2 separate regions of the Bicyclus anynana genome follow, and region 2 is linked to region 1. A link is a contact called in public Hi-C data. All regions are on one chromosome and are shown on one strand. Each heading gives the region's core, a stretch centred on a gene start, on an enhancer-like site or on the middle of the called end of the contact. The rest is flanking DNA. Distances are from core to core; before and after follow the strand shown.

The links. Hi-C and Micro-C count contacts between places; a contact is called where the count stands out from the background.
Region 2: a Hi-C map of whole larva shows a contact between it and region 1, with 4 times the contacts expected there. The contact joins the enhancer-like site here to the promoter of LOC112049703 in region 1. A contact is called at or near these places in 2 of 2 Hi-C or Micro-C datasets (whole body and whole larva).

The regions. Positions count from the first base shown.
Region 1 is chr15:1,674,795-1,679,931 of ilBicAnyn1.1, forward strand. It overlaps LOC112049703, which reads right to left and starts at 3,615. Exons shown (of 5, transcript XR_002887104.2): 1 at 3,096-3,615; 2 at 2,231-2,406; 3 at 1,482-1,589; 4 at 447-542. The region is part of intron 11 of LOC112049702 (pre-mRNA-splicing factor ATP-dependent RNA helicase PRP16); the gene reads left to right.
Region 2 is chr15:1,734,674-1,740,221 of ilBicAnyn1.1, forward strand. LOC112049702 (pre-mRNA-splicing factor ATP-dependent RNA helicase PRP16) reads left to right here. Exons shown (of 21, transcript XM_024087704.2): 13 at 4,685-4,768; 14 at 4,950-5,100. Among protein-coding and RNA genes, the nearest start is that of LOC112049708, 28 kb to the right of the region's middle. Within about 2 kb of position 1,313, at least 6 of the 8 cell types and tissues checked have open chromatin away from gene starts, as enhancers often do.

The DNA.
Region 1 (5,137 bases), core at 2,365-4,864:
ACTGATTTCTAACTCACATCTTAACGTTGCGTTTTTTGAATAAGTTCAAAAATAGCCGGCCCTATTCCTACGGCTAGCTTGATTTTTACTATACAGATATTATGCCACAAAGCCTTTTAAACTGATACAATAAAGTTCCGTCGACACCTCATCGTCACCATCTAATGAGCAGTGAAACTAGAGCTAGTCTTAAAAATAGAGATTAACGCTAAATTTAAAATTCTACGCTAAAAATAAATAAAAACGCTAAAGGTCTTTACTATAGTAATAACAAAAAATAAGAAGTTCTAAAAGCGTTAACATACTAAAGAAAAAAGTAACACAGCATAAGGATGTATCACACAATAGAACAAGAGTTAATAGTTTACACACAGGGCACATTGAATTCCGGTACATTACCGAATTAACATTATTTTCTTTTTTTTTTTTAATATAAAGAACCTCACCGGTATAGTTATGTCGCCAGCCGTTAGTCCAAATCGCCTCAAAGAAAACCATCAAAAGATGATAATCATAGGTGTTTTCGACGTCGTTAAGCTGATCTGTAACAAAATGGCTACTTTGTGCGTTTCTCGTTTTTTTTTTAATCGTCCCATAAAAAACCCATAAGCCCCATGCTTTTTCGGTGGTGAATCTTCTGATGTGCCCAGTTTTCAATGTCCTCTCAATGGAATTTGTGAAAGCGCTAATGCGACCGTCTATATCGATTGTTCGACATGACAAACAAGCATTGATACTAAGCGAAATTAAATGTTATAGAAATGATGGTTAAAATAAAATTATCTGAATTTAATATTCATACAACTTAAAGAATCGCTTTTTAAATAGATACTACTTCCCACACAAACATTAGAAAAATTGTGACATATTATTCACCTATTTAAAATGAGCCCATTTAATACAAGCGTTTACATAGCTCACCTTATTTCATCTATGTTGTGATGTTAAAAACAAGTCTTTAAGGCGTGTTTCCAAACCCATAAATGATGGTAAAGAAAAAACAAATTGAAAATAACGTTCACATTAAAGCGGATAGTATAATGAAAAAAAAACACAGACAAAAACATTGTAAAGACAAACTCGTAACATGCATTGGAAAAAAAAACAAAATACAGAAGCTCTAGAACCTTGAATAAAATAAAACGACGAGCACAACAAGACAGCCGATCGAACGATAACGGCGTTTGAAAACATAATTATAAAAATAGATATTGTAATACTTTACTTTATTCTAGATAATTCTTACACGTGTTACAGTTTGTTTACATTGAATTTTATTTAAGGCGAAATTAAACGGTTCTTTGTTAAAGATGGTAATAAATTAAAATGCTTAAATGTTTTAATTTATTTTTCCTGCTCCATATTAACAGTTTATTCTTCATGCTTAAACTGAACCGTTTAATTCCATCTTACAGCTCTTGTATTGCTCTAAATGTTTTCCAGTTTTCATATTTACTAACTATCCTGTTATAAAAATTTACCTGTCTCATGCGAGCTTCTTGCGGAGTTTCCCCATATCGGCACCAGTGCACGAAATGCAGTGTATTATGCCAGTTTCTTTCGAATCTGGATTTTGTTGCCATCTCGAGCTGCAATCAGTAGAAGCTCCTTAGTAGGTGTCCCCACTGTTCACTTTCCGAAAAACGAAAGCCCCGTTGAGGCTATCTGAAATGAGAGGTTTCCAATTCTGACGTCTATCCTACATAGGAAATGAAGAATTCAAAGTGGAACAAAAACCTTTTAAGGTCAAGTGGAACAAGATTTAATTGAAAATAGGCCCAAATAAAGAGCTAATTTGTTATGCTAAAGATGTAATGCAATAAGAGAATGTAAAAGACTGCGTCGTTCAAACAAAAATTAAGATGTTATTTTATAAAAAAGAAAGAGATAAATTTTGACAAGTTTTACAAATGTTCACAAAACTATAATATCTATCTGGGTTATGACTTTATTGGCAATCTTTCGCAAAACCGTAATGCATGTAGCGTGTCAAAACATTGTTAGAAGGCCGTGTTATGCAATTGCTATTGAAACATTTGACGTCGATAAATTATACGTACGATTTACTTACAACACTATCTCGTCTACTACGCTCGTAATCTTTAGTTAATTCATTCTTTGCATTACTTCCTGATCAAGATTTAGATAAGGCAATGATTTATCCAACAACTATATCAGGGATATGTGCGAATTGGAAACTTGTGCCTCGTGCTTTGGTTTTTGGATGTACCTTTGCTCTGATGTCCTTTTCGCTGTTAGGGGTTTCCTGCTTGTCGTCTACGTTGTTGATTCGTATGACGGAGTCTTTCTTCCAGAAGGCACTCAAGGTTGTCTTGATGATACGTTTGCGCACACCCTTTTGCTGGACCGTGTACACCTCTATCTGTTCCGGGTTTTTTGTTTTTTCTGCAACGCGAAACACATGTTGTTATGTTCGTTGGAAACACGAATGCAAAACGTATTAGGAAGTCGAATGAACGACGCTCGAGAATTCAGGAAACCATTTATACTAATGCTGTCGCATTCATAAATATTAATTCGTATGAAAACTTTTAGCTATGTCAACACGAAAATACTCGCAGTATTTACTGGGGACTATTTATAGCGAAGAAAGTTGCCTTGTTTTAAACACGGCAAGGCCAAACTATTTATATTTAATTTGCAGATAAGAAGTATCTTAATAACCTAGGCATCTATTTATAGCTCAATCACAATTCATTGCTATGAGCGATGTCTCGTAAGTAGTAACACTTCAATTCAACACGTACAATATGGTTGATTTTGTGGCCAATTTGTTCAAAGTTAACATAGACGTCATAGAGGATATCGCAATTAATTTATTATTCATAAGTACACAGTGACGCGGATGAGCATGCTTTACGGTGTGTTTAATAAATTATTTACAAATCAAATCTTGTCGTTCTCGTTACGATGCCGCACGACCGCTACCAAAGTTATTCACAATCACATTCGCTTCAGTGCTACACCACGCCTCCGTGCGTACTAACGTCATCGACCATCGCCTATTTCTCGATGCAACGAATACGATACCTCAAGGTTATATTTAATTGAAATACCATTCGAGTTTAACATACCTTTACCCTTCTTCCACATGGCAATGGCGTACATATGGTAGTCAGGGGACAACGTCGAGTCCGGCGGCAGGGGGTCCTCCGCCCTAACCTCCAAAACGAATCCGGTCTCGAGGACGGCGCACAAAATATTCTGCTCATCATGCTTAAACCACTTCGACTCCCTCAACTTGTGTATGGCTACAGTGGAGCCGAATCGTGGCTTCTTCGGCGCGAACAAAGCTTGAGCCTGGCTTCCGAAGCGAGACAGCAGCCCCTTCACCGTCGGCGGCGGTGCTAAACTCTTCTCGGGCGGCTTGATCTGCTGGAAACTCCGGCAAGTCACAAACCTGGCTTCCATTGAACTCTGTCTTGAGCACGCGAGAGAATTCACAGCACTTGTTTGAGTTTAGGTTTGTACGGGCTCGGTTTACTCTCACTACCGAGAAATCGTTGCGATCGCACTTTCACAATCGGGGCCCGCGTGGCTTGGCGTCTGTACGAGCACAGAGCTACACGGCGGCTTCGGAGCGTAAGACGCGGCGCGCGTGGTGCACGATGTTTTATACGACCGCGGGGAGGCGCGGGCCGCGGGGGCCGGTGCCCGCTCTGCGCATCCAGTGAGGAGTCACGTACGATATTATTAAACTATCGATAACGTAAGAATTTCAGCCGACCCGGAAAAAATGTAGCGTATTTATTTTCTGTATCGTTGTGATAATAAGTGGATTAATATTTGGTTTTTCTCGTTCTTGAACAGTTTATCTTTCTAATCTCCAGTTTTGTTAGCTTCCTTGTTTAAAGAACGTTTGTTAATGGTTGTAGATTTCATTGTCATTAAGTTTCCAATATTGATTCAATAATGTGACTTCCATTTATGTATGAAATTTCCGTGACTTCCATTTGTTTATGAAATTTCTATTCCTGGATTATACGATTAGCACAATTTATCAGTCTATACTTTGTTTATGTTAATATTTATTTATGTTAATATTGAATACTAATCCGAATTGAAAAATATTATCAATCTATACATATGATTTTAAATTAAACCATCGTTTGTAACTACTGTACATTTTGATTGGCATGAATTTTTCTAACTGCTTCAACTATTGTCTTAGCCACATACTCAAAACCCTGTATTAGGTACTTGGTTAAGTTATTATATTGCCTCACAGTGGATAAACGCAGATTCTAAAAATAATGCTAGTTATCTATGGAAATACATATAGTAGTTTTAGTCACTCTCCAAAGCACGTCCGGTACTGCTAAATTATTACAATCACTCAGCAGATGATTTTCAAAGTTATAGTTACTTACCTTAATAAATTAATAGCACATTAGGATTAAAATCTACGACTCAAGCGTGGAAAAGGCTATAAAAGATGACTAAAAGAAAACAAAAGAAATATAATTTCTCAAGTGCTAGTCGGACTCGCCAACCGAGGTCTCCATACATAGATAAATAGTTCAGGAATCAAGATGCGCAGATTTTGCCGAGCTTTTCCTGAATTTAAGCCCCCTGTTTTGTAGATTTAATGACAAATTTTATAGTTTTGAGATTATTTTCTTGTACTAGTGGTCAATCATATTCCAATATAAGTTTTGATTTCCTTGAGTGTCGAAATATGCGTTTATTGCTGAGTAAAATATATATTTTTACGTACATTTAGAAGTTTTTTTTCCACAACTTCATGTGACCGTAGACCTAAATATACGAGATAAATTTCAACTTGATACCTCCACGTATTCCCGAAATAAAGGGCTTTGGCAAACAGGCAGATATAACAAAGTAATATTTGTTTTTACCTTTTGTTGTACGAAATCCTGAAAAGGCAAGACAATGCCGTGTTTCCTAAATCCAGCCTTATAAGTATCTCTACATGAGTGACGATAACATCGATATCGATATCGATGTAGCGCGCAACAAAGCACCGAGTGACCTCAGCCACAACTCGCAGCGCCGCGTCCCTCGGGCCGGCGCCAACCGGCAGGTATGTTGGCCTCACAGCAAAAAACCGTAACTTGTAATTGAACATTACTCGCACTAACTACAAACTTTGGCG
Region 2 (5,548 bases), core at 63-2,562, 58 kb after region 1:
CATCCCCGGACCGGATTCGAACCTATGCCCTCCGGAATCTCAACAGAATCCATAATCAAAACAGATATTTACAAAGAAAAATTGGGAACACAAGTTGTTATACAACTTGCTATACCCTATTTTCTCTGCTACTCCGCAGTTTATAAATGTCGCATAAACTGCATAAAAACAAATAAAACACCAATAACGTTAGTCACGTTGCATTACATCCAAGATACGAGATCTAACGCCTCTAAATATAACCGCAATTAAATGCAAATCTATAACTGACCGAGTCTTGTCCCACGTAAGCTCACTTTGAAGTCCTTGGATCTAAATGTCATAGAAATAAGTGCGATAATTGCATATCATAAATAGATAATGTAGTACAAGAACTTATGGAGGGAATAAGTGATGCGTAAATGCATTCTACGAATCACAGATCGATAACCTTGTAGACAAACCATCCGTATCTAATTGTTTCTGTTTTGCTCATATTTTTTTATTTTGCTATAAAAATAAAAAAAAGTTTGCTAGTCAGTTTCTTTAATTTAAGATTAAATCCTTAGATTTACGTCACTCAGTCCTTAATTTCTGAAGCACTGTTCTCCTAGTTCTTGGTATCATATTTTTTCCCTTTAAGTCGTCCTTATTAGGTTTACAGTATTGACGTTTAGTTGATAATTGTTAAAATATTGATTTAACACCTACCTACAGATAGAGCTAATAGTCTTACCTTACCTGTGGTGCTAACATGCTACCAGTGAAGAGAAATATAGACTAAACGTCCAATGAAAGATACATTCGCTTATAACTTATACAATATGCTGTGGTAACCAAACAGTGAAAGACGTATAATCAAATTCCAAAGATCGAAGGTTATCGCGTAAGTTTTGTCACTTTCTTACTTTATGTCAAGTGACAAGGAAAACATTTGACATATCTGACACTTATTAGAAGGTGATTGAGCCGTGATAGCCCAATGGATATGACCTCTGCCTCCGATTCCGGAGGGTGTGGGCTCGAATCCGGTCCGGGGCATGCACCTCCAAATTTTCAGATGCCTTAAACGGTGAAGGAAAACATCGTGAGGAAACCTGCATATCAGAGAATTTCCTTAATTCTCTGCGTGTGTGGGCCAGCGTGGTGGACTATTTATTGGCTTAACCCCTCTCATTCTGAGAGGAGACTCGAGCTCAGCAGTGAGCCGAATATGGGTTGATAACGACGATTAGAAAATGGTGGCAAAACCGGCCTTCAATCTCTTAGACTATCAGGAATGTAGACAGTGCATTTTGCAAGTCTAGCCCGCAGTGTCAATGAACTGCTGGCCCGAGGCGGTTCGCACTTTCATAATGCTTTACAAGTTTTGCTGGCTGTAGAGTGGGCTGACCGCTGCGATGTATTATAACGTAACTAATTAATATTTCTTGTATATGATGCAAACTAGCATATGTTTTCTGTGGTACAAGATGAAATTATATAAAACTAAAGAACGAAGAAAAGGCTAAAGGAGGCCTATGCCAACAGGCATTCAGAAGTAATATAATATAATATTATCATAATAATATAAGAAACCTAAATACGTAACTTAACGTAATTTTTTTTCACTAATAGACTTTGAGAAATTGCGTGATTCATGAGGAACATTTAAGTATATAATACTTATCAAAGTTTTCTGTAAATTGGTTAAAATATGACAATAATTTCTTGGAGTGCCGGTACAAAACTAGAAGCCTGGGATTTATTTTGATGATGCTGCCTAAAATGTTTGAGATGTAGTAAAACATGGACGAATATTCCGCTTTTATATAGGGCTCCACGCGGGCCTCGTTTTCCTCGTTTACAAGAAATCATGTCTCCAGTCACCAATTAGGTACTTACCTTCGGACCTTTAAAAACATTCTTCTTCTTCTCAGAGTGCCTCTCCATTACTGAAGGTCAGCGGTCAGCTTTCTAAACTGTTCCTTGTCTATGGCTAGGCGGAAAAGTTCTTCGTCTGTCTTTATGCCAGTCCACTCCGTTATGTTTCGCAGCCAGGACTTCTTCCTACTCCTCTTTTGCCTACTCCTCTTTTGCCTGCAATCTTGCCCATCATAATAGATTGAAGCAAACGGTATCTATCGTGTCGCAAAATATGCCCTAGGTACGAAATCTTCTGCTGCTTAATTTTACATTAAACACTTTACTGTAGTTCAAACTTTTCTAGTTTCTAGCGTTTTTTTAGTTTCTAGCTTAGTGTTGCCACAAAACTAACTCTCTTGCGCCAGGGGAGACGAATATCTTAGCATTCTATGGATTCCTGACAGAGCGAAAACTCCCAGCAGAGCCGTGGACTTGTGACCAATGGACGTAGGATTAAGGAATTCCCGTAGACAATATATGAAAATGCGTTTATACTAGTACAGTTGAGGATCCCTTAGAACTTGCTATCTCCCACGTTCCAAACCCCATAATTGACTTCCATACTTACCTATGGTAAGTTATGATGGATGAGCGTAGCGAATGATTTGGCTTTTCTAAAATAATGATAATTTTGCCATCACAGACTGACTTTTTATTTTGCTTTATTTTTAGTTTTTCTGTGTGATCTGCTTTTTTAATAAATTTTCTTCTTTTCATTATGGAAACCAATAAAGTACTTCACTACTTGAAAATGAAGACGTATATTTGCAAATAACATTGTATCATGCAATTCACTAATGGATCCAATGTTGAAAACATTGCCATTTACTTTATTACTTCGCTGGACTGTTGTGTTTTATATGTCTAGTGTATCTGTGTTAATTGTTTAATTTAATTACTGTTCTATTGGTATATACATTTACTCTACAGGGAGGTATAAATTATACTTAATTATAAAAATGTCATCCGGTGGTTATGATACAGTAGCTAGATGACATTTCTCAATTGATTTGATGTTTATTGTAATAGGTTTATAATAAAGACCTAAATAATGAATAGGCCAGCTAGCCCTAAAGTAGGCCGTCAAAATAGTCGACAACGATTATTATTAGGTATATACAAATATACAGTACGATAATCTCATCACACATACGCGCATACGTCAGACAATTATAAACAAACACACATTTCCTATTTACCTTAAACTCATTGAGTACACAATCATAACAGTTATCTCTTACTCTATTTGTGATGTTAAAAACGTGATACAGTAAAACATAAAGCCTCGAGCACACTGATGCTTTCTTGTATGCATTGAGGCTTGTGTTTTGAGTCTGACCAATTACGGAACGAGTTGAATAACCAAGTGTGTAATTGGTAGAATACTTATTATCCTATTTAATGACCTGCTTTAGTGTTTCTGCCAGTCCTCACTCCTTGTAGGTGAGGTAATTTAGAGCCCATTCAGCTGCTCCAACGCTGGTTTGCGGGCTTAGCTTAGGATGATAATGTTTTACTTTGTAACAATAATTATTACATGTTAATGATATAGCTGAAGTGGCAATGGGCAGGCCACATAGTTCGACGAGCCGATGGACGTTGGGGTCCCAACATTAGGTGGGCCGAGGACATCAAGCGGGTTGCAGGGAGTCGCTGGATGCTCGCGGCTCGAGACCGTTGTGTTTGGAAGTCCATGCAATAGGCCTATGTCCAGCAGTGGACGTCCATCGGCTGCTAATGATGATAATGATGATGAATGATATAATGACCTGGGCTGACTGCTTAACGTTACTCTCAGAGGCACTGGGGTGTAGAACCATCAACACCCCTACAGCTGCTAGTGAATCAATATCTGGAGAAAAGAAAAATTTTATATTTCTCAAAGCTACCCAGGCTTCGAAACTAGAACCTTATGACTAAAACCGCACAGTAGATAATAGAAAACTCAACACATTAGTGTGTAAAAGACTTACTTACTCAATATTTGCTTTTAGTCAATCATATTTAATATAAATGGAATATTTTCTGTATATAAGTAGACATTATGTTCCATAAGTAGATACTAGAAGCTAAAATAAACATTTGTTTATTATTTTAGTTAAGTGCCTCATAATAATATGTAATCATAAAATTATAGTGCACTGTTCAATGACGTAATACACTACACTTGCGAAAGTGTTTACAGACATTAATTAGAAATGATAACACACAAAGAACAAAATTAATTGATCAGTTATCACTCTTGAGTCTGGCTATGACTTATGATATGATAAAATGAGGCCCAAGGCCTAAGGTCTAGGCCTAATACTGACGGACACAGAGCGGCATTTTTGGTCGTGTTCGTTGCATGCCCTGTGAAGTGTTGCCTTGTTATGATTTTCCACTTACAATCAGGTGGGCTATCTGTTAGGTCGGTCTTTTATTACTATAAAAAATCTTCCCTTTGCACGAACATTACTTACATACTTCCCTTCTTTTTTTCTACTCTACTCATCGACCTCCTATTAAAAGTGGATGCACAATAAGCGACCAAAAAACTTCCCCACTCAATGAGTGCTAAACACAACATCTTGGCACTCAATTTTAAACTCAATCCTTAAGGTTGATATTGCTCTGAATTTAGGATTGTATTAAATATTGGACTGTATTTAAAAGTCTTTAGGTTTAATTTTTATACCAATAATTCTAAACTGTCAAAGCAAAATTGGCCAGTTTTTAAGTGAAATTTTCTACATAATTGTTTGTCCTTTTATTATAAGAGGTCAATAGGAACTCTATAATATATTATGTATGTTTTCAGGCACTTCAAATACATCTGCAACCCGACGAAGGCGATATTCTCATATTCATGCCCGGTCAAGAAGACATTGAAGTAACTTGTGAAGTAAGTTTAACCTTTATTATAGTTTAGTTATAGTTACGTATATTTGTAAGTTCAGGATTTGTCTAAATAAAACCAAACCAAATTAAAAATGGTCAGATATTTTTATATTAATTTGCATGACGCATGCTAGCCATGCTTGTGTTATGGCAGCTAACTCGTCATTAAATAAATAATCCCTCAGGTCCTCACAGAACGTCTGGCAGACCTGGACGCCGCGCCGCCTCTGACCGTGCTGCCGATCTACTCGCAGCTGCCGGCCGACCTGCAGGCGAAGATATTCCAGCGCGCGCCGCCGGGACAGAGGAAGTGCATCGTCGCCACCAACATTGCGGGTGAGATGTTAGGGTCGCTGCATACGCGTGAGCGTCCATTCATAGCCCTGTGAGGTAGAGCCAGAGGCACAAACGGTGTGGGGGCTCTGGTTGTTTATAATCTGTGACCCTGGGAAGAGATGTATAGCAGCTTACAATGACACAAGCTGCTATCATCATAAACAACTTGTATTCCACCCACTGTTAAGCATGGGTCTCAGAATGAGAGGAGTTTAGCTAATAGTTCACCACGCTGGTCCAATGCAGCTTAGCAGACATCACACACTTAGAGAATTTAAAAAATTCTCAGGTTTCCTTACGATGTTTGTTCTTCAACGTTTGAGACACGTGATATTCATATTAAAATTCGGATTCGATTCTACGTCCTCGTAATCTAAGGCAGATATCATATCCACTGAGCTAACAAGCTGTGCGTGAAATTAAAAGAATGCTTCTTCTTACCTTAGGG